Linked DNA regions of Mus musculus: all the other regions are linked to region 3. Evidence: chromatin contacts called from public promoter capture Hi-C data. All regions are on one chromosome and are shown on one strand. Each heading gives the region's core, a stretch centred on a gene start, on an enhancer-like site or on the middle of the called end of the contact. The rest is flanking DNA. Distances are from core to core; before and after follow the strand shown.

What was found. Promoter capture Hi-C pulls out the DNA fragments that hold promoters and counts their contacts.
Region 1: a promoter capture Hi-C map of pre-B cells shows a contact between it and region 3. The contact joins the enhancer-like site here to the promoter of Zup1 in region 3. A contact is called at or near these places in 18 of 39 promoter capture datasets (the 3T3-L1 cell line, 3T3-L1-derived adipocytes, the C10 cell line and 10 more), 1 of 15 datasets of contacts at CTCF or cohesin (the NIH/3T3 cell line), 2 of 484 Hi-C or Micro-C datasets (bone marrow-derived macrophages and cortical neurons), 20 of 115 datasets of contacts at active chromatin or transcription factors (the 230-238 cell line, CD8 T cells, the NIH/3T3 cell line and 10 more) and 4 of 9 other capture datasets (adipose tissue, embryonic stem cells, liver and 1 more).
Region 2: a promoter capture Hi-C map of the HPC-7 cell line shows a contact between it and region 3. The contact joins the enhancer-like site here to the promoter of Zup1 in region 3. A contact is called at or near these places in 6 of 39 promoter capture datasets (the C10 cell line, the HPC-7 cell line, embryonic stem cells and 2 more), 2 of 115 datasets of contacts at active chromatin or transcription factors (the SCID.adh cell line and bone marrow-derived dendritic cells) and 1 of 9 other capture datasets (adipose tissue).

The regions. Positions count from the first base shown.
Region 1 is chr10:34,319,501-34,322,200 of GRCm38.p6, reverse strand. The region is part of intron 8 of Nt5dc1 (5'-nucleotidase domain containing 1); the gene reads left to right. Among named protein-coding and RNA genes, the nearest start is that of Gm26564, 23 kb to the right of the region's middle. Within about 2 kb of position 1,255, at least 3 of the 459 cell types and tissues checked have an H3K27ac peak or open chromatin away from gene starts, as enhancers often do.
Region 2 is chr10:34,248,009-34,250,708 of GRCm38.p6, reverse strand. All of the region lies in intron 1 of Gm26564 (a long non-coding RNA gene), which reads left to right. Among named protein-coding and RNA genes, the nearest start is that of Tspyl1, 33 kb to the left of the region's middle. Within about 2 kb of position 1,303, at least 35 of the 459 cell types and tissues checked have an H3K27ac peak or open chromatin away from gene starts, as enhancers often do. A contact at or near this core is called in the HPC-7 cell line, where this site is marked.
Region 3 is chr10:33,949,867-33,952,566 of GRCm38.p6, reverse strand. Zup1 (zinc finger containing ubiquitin peptidase 1) reads left to right here and starts at 1,308. Exons shown (of 11, transcript NM_001359455.1): 1 at 1,308-1,436.

The DNA.
Region 1 (2,700 bases), core at 6-2,505, 370 kb before region 3:
ATGCACATGCCATGTGCACATGTGAGCACACATGCACACACACACACACACACACACACACACACACACAACATGTGCTTTTTCTGCAACAATCCAGGCATTCAAAGAAGGCCAGGAAGAATTGTCACACTTGTCAAGAGACTGATGGAGAAACAAGGTTGCAGGAAAAGACCAGGCCCTTTGCAGTTGAGAAAGAATGATCAGAAGCAAGCTGCTCCTCACAGGTGCTCTTAGAGCTTCCTGGAAGAGCATTTGAAAGACGAAGGCCATCAGGATAGATGAGTGGCAAGACTGGGCAAGGTGAATGTCAAAAAGTTTAATTGTCATCTCTGTGTGTGACTAGATCTTGAGTCAGCAGGATATGTTGTAGAGATTTCCATCTCTGGGAAGAATCTTAAAAGGAGAAAATGTCATTTTTTGTTGTTGTTGGTTTTAGAGATTGCAGCCCATGTTACTTGGCCATATTATTTTGGGCTTATGGCACATAGACCAACATGAAAGGGTATGGAAAAAAAGAAAAAGAAAAAATAGACCATTGTGGAAGGAAGTCTAAGTTAGGGTTTCTGTTGCTGTGAAGAAACAGCATGACCATGCCAATCTTCTTTTTTTTTCCCCTCTACTCTTTTTTTTTTATAATTAGATATTTTCTTCATTTACATTTCAAATGCTATACCCAAATCCCCCTATACCCTCCCCCACACCCTGCTCCCTAACCCACTCACTCCCACTTCCTGGCCCTGGCATTCCCCTTTACTGGGGCGTATGATCTTGGAAAGACCAAGGGCCTCTCCTCCCCTTGATGGCCAACTAGGACATCCTCTGCCACATATGCAACTAGAGACACAGCTCTAGGAAAACATTTAATTGGTTTTAATTGGGGCTGGTTTACAATTTCCAAGGTTCAGTCTGTTGTCATCATTACTGGAAGCTTGCTGGCATGCAGGCAGACATGGTACTGGGGAAGTAGCTGAGAGTTCTACATCTTGATCCACAGGCAGCAGAAGTAAATGCCACACTAGGCCTAGCTTAAGTATCTGAGACCTCAAAGCCCACCTTCACCGTGACAAACTTCCTCCAACAAACACACACCTACTCCAACAAGGCCACACCTCCTAATAGTGCCACTCCTGTGGACCAAGCATTCAAACACATAAGTCTATGAGAGCCAAACAACTACAAATGGCATGTGGCAGAACAAATCTGTTCCTTTAGTGGCTGCCAGGAAAAGGGGAGTGGAGTTTCCTAATATAACTTTCAAGGGCCTGATTCCTTCAAGCCCCACCTCTAAAAGCCTTCTCCCTTCTCAGTAGCATTGGCTACCTATGACTGAACCTTTAACGAGAGCTGTTGGTAGCATTTAAGATCAAGACCATAAAATTCTTGCCATACTAACTTTCAGGAGGCTTTTGGTATTGCTCTATTTAATTGTTGAGTATCCAGAGATAAACACGGGACTATCTAAGCCTATTGCTATAAAAGTTCCCCTTGTAGTGCTTCTCTGCAGAATTTGTTCTAGATGTATGTTACCACATTGGATTTGCAGCGTAGTGTGATAAAGAATGTCATGCAAACTGTCCTTTCAGTTATGGTTATCAAAGAACGTCAGAGTTCATTAAACATATGTTATGAAAGAATTGCAGATCTTAAAATATACACACATTGGAGCTAGAGCGATAGCTCAGTGGTTAAGAGTACTTGCTGCTCGTGATGAGGACTTAGGCTCAGTTCCCAGGCTCCCAGCTGCTGCTAAGTCCAGTTCCAAGGAACCTAGCACCTCTTCTCGCTTCTGCGAGTACAGCGTATAGGTGGTACACACATACACTTACACAAGTAAATAAATAGACCATAACTATATATATATATGTATATATATATATATATAATAGAAAATAAATATAGCATATATTGTTTTATTTTGTCTTTCAGAGTAGAGACTCACTGTGTAACCCTGGTTGATCCTGAACTAATGCAGAAGACCAGGATAGTCTCTAACCTTATAACGATCTTCCTGCCTAAACATAACATTTTTCAAAATTACCATATTTATAGTCCTAGAAAACCTTTTTTAAAAGATCTTACTTTCCCTAACTGTAGTTCTATTTTATTAACAGCTGAAATTATATATTTATGATGTATACCATGATACTATAGCATATGTGTGCACTGTGTAACGGATAACTCAAGCCGTTTAACACATGTATTATCCCACTTAAAACCCACTTTTCCAGTGTACATTCCGTTCCTGCTAAGGCTGGTCTCCAGAAACTGTAGTAGATCTCCTGCACTCATCCTTCCTACAGTTCATCTTTGCTGAGATTTCTCCACTCTCCCCCTCCCCCAGCCTCACTTACCCATGACTTTAGTCTGACTACAGATCAGCTGTACATATGTATTCTGCATATGAATGAGTTCATACAGTACTTGTCTGTCTGTGTCTGGTTTATCTCACTGAACCTTATATCCACCAGGCTCACTGATGCTCTTACAAATACTATCACTCTCTTCCTAAGGCTGAACAATACTTCATTGTGTATATTTTATTGGTTATCCACAACTGCAGATTCAACCAACCTCAGGACTAAACTATTCAAAGAAATTGCACAGGCACTGAACACAACATGTGTGTGTTTTTTTTCCTTGTCATTCCCTAAGTAACACATTATAACAACTCTTCATGTATCTTTTATATTATATTAGATA
Region 2 (2,700 bases), core at 54-2,553, 300 kb before region 3:
GCCAGTAGAGATTAAGCTTCCAGATCAGGGCAAGCTTGATTTCTCCCTATTCTATGGTTCAAATATGTGGTATCTTCAGCAAGAGGGTATTATTATCAAGTTCTGGCAGGTAACCAAGAGCACTGACAATAGCCTGTAATATTTGGAGGGTAAGGGGACCTCACTGACAAAAGACTCCAGAGGAGATAACCCATACCTAGCACAAAGATTTTTATTCATTAGCCTGGGCTGTCTAGTGGGACATTGGTTGCCCAATTGTAGGGTAAATACATTTTAACTATTTGTGTTTGTGTGTGTGTGTGTGTGTGTTTAGAAACTTCTACAATAGTAGATTCCCATAGGACTTTAGTTTTATTTATCCATCACCATATTCCCTCCTCTACCTTCCCTGAATCAAGAACCTCAGCATAACATTTGATACCCGGAATCTGTTAGAGAAGAAAGTAGTGAGTACACACTTGGATTCATTGTCTCAGGAGGGCTTTCTGAATAGGACCCTGATAGCACAGGCATTAAGATCAACTAATAAGTGGAACTTCCAGAAACTAAAAAGCTTTTGTACAGCAAAGGACACCATTACTTGAGTGAAGATACAGCCTACAAAATGAAAAAAAAAAATTCTTTACCAGCTCTACATGTAACAGCGGGTTAGTATCTAAAATATACACAGAATTAAAAAAAAAACTAAACATCAAGAAAACAAACAACTCAATTTTTAAAAAATAGATATGGAAGTTAAGAGAGAAATCTCAAAAGATAAAACACAAATGTCCAAGAAGCATTTTTAAAAAATTGCTCAACATCCTGAGCCAATAGGGAAATTCAAATTGTAGCTACTATGATACTTCATCTTACTTGAGTCAGATGACTAAGTTGGGGGGTGGGGGGGGGGATGTGGCTGTGAACGTAAAGAGGAACAATTCTTCAGTGGTGGGAGAAGGACAAAGCAGTGCTGCCACTATGAACATCAATCAATGTGGAGCTTCCTCAAAAAGCTAAAATTAGACCTACCACAAAACTCGGCTATGCCACACTTGGTAATGAGTATTTCTTCACTAGAAATGTAGCCAAGAAATTATAGTGCTATTATTGTATGCTTTAATTATGCATAGACTTGTTTTTAAATGTTCTTGTCCAAGCTGTATAGATAATGGGAGTAACGCTTGTACAAACATGAGGAATGAGTCCAATCTTTAGAATTCATATTTTTAAAACAAAAATTCCAGACATGGGTCTGGAGAAACTGATGAGTGGTATGATAACTGGCTTCTCTTCTGGAGGATCCAAGCTTGATTTCCCACACTTATATGGTAACTCAAAATCATCTATAACTCTGGCTCCTGGAGATCTGGTGCATTATTTTGGCCTCCACAGGCATCAAACATGGTGCACAAATATACATTCAGGCAAAGCATCTGTATGCATAAGTAAAATAATAGTGTACACACCTGAAAACTCCTGGAAAGGTGGCAACAGACAGAAGCCTGGGGTCCACTGTCCAGCCTGGCTTACTTGGTGTGTTTCAGGCCAGGGAGAGAGCGCTCCAAAAAAAAAAAAAGATGGGGAGTTTTATATATATATATATAGCTCAGCAGGTAAAGGCTCCTGCCACCAAGCCTGATCTGAATTCAGTCTCTATCCATTGTAGATAAAGAGAACCAACTTCCACAGGATATGCTCAGACCTGCACACATGTACTGTGTAACGTGCATTCACACAATACGTACTCACAAAATAAATAAATAAATAAATTTTAAAAATGAAATTAAAAAAAAAAGAAACAAGTGGCAAGTGAGATGGCTCAGTAGGTAAGGTGATTGCGGCTAATCGTGACCACCGGAGTTCAATCCCCAGGACCCACATAACAGAAGGAAAGAACTGACTTCTGCAAGTTTTACAAAATGTACTTATTTTTGGTTGTGAGCCTAGCCTTTAACGGCTGAGCCATCTCTCCAGCCCAAAATGTACTTATTTTTATCACGTTTCCAAAACTTCGTGTTACTATAATGTATTTCATTCATTTTGGTTCTAACATAATAGAATTCCACAGCATTTCATGTGTAGTGAACAGCACCAACAAACTAAGAGATTCTGAAGATAATTTAAGTCTACTTAAAAATAATGGGAAACTTATTTTAAAACATAAAAGCACAGCGTATCAGTTGATATAACTCATAGTTCAAGAGAGATGTAAGTTGGTTCTGAGTTGTAGTTAATTTTGTGTGGGACTCCTATGAGGGAAGATGCACACCATCCTGTCTGTCCTGGGTGCATGTTTTTATAATGTCTTTTTCATTGTTACTGGGTTTTTGGTCTTTCTGTTTCTCACATCCCAGTCTAATGCCCCAATTGTACTTACAGGGGCATTTTAAATGAGTAGCTATTTTTAGTGGTTGGTTTGTCTGACTTATTCCTCCTTTCTGGGTCCCTTGTTGTTTCCCTGCCCCACGCAGCAAAGCTATAGCTAATTAATAATCCTCAGAAGCAAATCATGAAGCAAAAGAGAAAAGGCTTTCCTACTTATGAGAAGCAACTCAGCAGCTTCAAGAACCCACCTGTTTGTCTTCCCAGGACCTCAAGGAGTTTCTTCCCACCTATACAGGAAACCAAAGTCTCAGAGCTGTCTGCTGGCTCCCTTTCCTGCTAACTCTGTGACCACTTTGATGTGACTTTAATATATTATGTTGTCATCCTGCCATT
Region 3 (2,700 bases), core at 59-2,558:
TCTGCGCGTCAAATACTGCACTCTCCTGTCCCTGCATGCAGCCAGAGCAGTTAGTACCCCTTTCCCCTAACATAGATGCTTCAGGCCTTATGAAGAGGGCAGACAAAAGAGAGCCCAATCTGGCGCCGGAATATTGTGATCCTTCCTTCATAAAAGCACTCTCCCAAGCACAGATGGCTCCGACCTTTGAAGGAGACAGGAGTTAGTATTCTCGAAGTGATAAAGTCCACTCATTCTCAGGCAGCTGTGACTGCGTTATAAAAACACGCTGGTCTTTGATAAGTTATGTCTTCCCAGGTCAAAAAGGTCTTGTTCCAGCTGCGCAATTCCTCCTCCCTGTCTGAACAAATACTATCGGTTCTCTTTTCCTCTTCCCAATCATGTAACACCAGGGGTTGAGAGCCCCAGTTTATGCATCCTCCTATATATACCTTAAACCCCTAGATTTAGGGGTCACTGTGCATTGGGAAAGATAGCGAACCGGGTCCCGGTTAATAAAAACTCTTTGTATATTACATTTGGTCTTCCAATTTCTGGCAGTCTCCTGGGGTTCCCGCAAACTGGGCATAACAACCTGGTTACAGAAGATGGCCAGTTCATCTTTTTTCGTTAACTAATACTGTCTTGGAGGAAAAGACGAGTCAAGTGGGAAGCTGATGAAGGAGGAAATCTGGAAGCAGAGTTTTAGTTGCCCCTTGTTTAGACATTCCACAAAGTTCTGTTTTCTGAACGTTTTTATACCTCTGGAGAAATGATTTCATTGTTGTTGGCCTCGCAGCTAATGGTTAACTGCTAATGTGCTCATTTTTAGCTTGAAAATGTTCTGTAAGAGTACTTTCACTCTTACAATGACTTCGAATTTTTTTTTTTTTTTACTAAAAGAAGGAATTCTACTAAAGGAAATAGTATTTCCTCCATGCATCACGTTCAACGATACCCAATAATTTAAAAATATTATACTTGTCAGATTATGTCATCCTCATATTTAAACACGTCCGTAGTTGCCTCGTAGATCAATCCCCCAGAGGGAGAAACAGACTGTTAACACTGGATAAGCAACTTTGTAATATTGACAAAGGAACTTGTCTTAATTAACCCGCAGAACATAATTTAGAGCTCAGATACTGTGTAAACAGGAACAGGTGTTTGCCGCAGAATCAGACATTTAAATGTACTCAGAATCTAGTTACGGTTTTAGCATATCTGGAGTGGAAACTGCAACTGGAAGGTGGGAGGGGCAGTGATGCTCTGATGTGCAAGCGAAAGTTGCAAAAATCCCTCACAAGTCCCACAATGCACCGCAACTCAGACGGATCTGCAGCGGGGCATGCTGGGATCTCTACCCTCTCTGGCCAGTGAGGAAGGTCTGTTGTGACTGCGGAGGACTCTTGGAGGCCTGGGCTCTCTTTTGGGTCGCGGCGCGGCAGTCTCGGGAGGTCTGTCCTTGGCGATCGGGCGGGCTGTGTGGGGCGCGCTTTCGGGCGGTGGCTGGCTCCTGCGGTGGGGAGGAGCGGCGGTCTAGCCGTGGGTCCGGGTCTGCAGGCCGGCTCCGGGTGGCCGCAGGTCCGGTTCCCTGCGCCCCACCGGTGCGACGTTGGCTCAGAACTTTGACAGATTCGGGCCTTACCACCTTCGCCATCCCGTACCCAGGCTAGCCCTTCGAAGGTCCCCCCTTACTTGTAGTGTGTCCTTTATCTGCAGTGCCCCAGTCCTTGGAAGAAACGAAACTAGGTATCGATAGAACTTCCTTCTAGAAACAGAAACTTATTACTGTCTGAAGAGAAACGAGAAAAAGGAAAATGTAGAAAGATTTTGTAAAGCTGAAATTAGATGAAGGGAATAGTTGCCCTCGTTTTTCCTTCCTATTACTAAAATACGTGACAGCCAGGTGATAGTCTAGGGGAAGGTCTGGGTTTGTGATTGCGTTAAAAGGTTTTGTTTTGTTTTAGCACCTCCCTACAAGTAGTCCATCTCCCATTAGCCCATCAATCTCATAACTCGTTTGAAAATGAACTTCCGAGGGTTGAGCTGTTAGCTAACCTAATGAAACCAGCGTCTATACCCCAGTTTCCTAGATCTTGGCGGTAAGTGCTGTTTTCCTACAATGCTCACAGCTTTTACCTTTGGGCTCTGCGGTGTTTACCTTCCATCGTTATCTGACTGTAGTGACCTGTCTGGTCCAGGGTTTCCATGTATGTAAAACCACAGCAGTGGTATTAAGTTTGACACATATAAAGCTCTGAAGTGAACTAAGGTGGATTTACCCTCCTCATTCTACTACATGCAAGTAAATATGTTGATCAACATTAGCCTTCTGTTTTACTTTATTTTACATGGACAACTTATTAAATATACTTTTTTTTCTACCTGTTGGACGAAATGCCTTGTATTATTGTTTTTTGAGATGGAGTCTCACTATGCAGCCCTGAATGGTTTGGAACTCAGCTATGGCTGGCCTCCAACTAACAGATCCACCTGCTCTCTGCCTCAGGAGTGCTGAGATTAAAAGGGTGTATCACCAATGCCTTGTTGAAATGTTTTACTCATAAATTTTCTTATTATTACCTCTGATATCTTGACATTCAGGCACAATATCCTTTATCTAGAATATGTAGAAATACAATACTAAACATAAAGTTTGTTTGTGTCATATATAGCTTGTATTTTAAAACATATTTCTCTGTATGTATTTCTATTTTC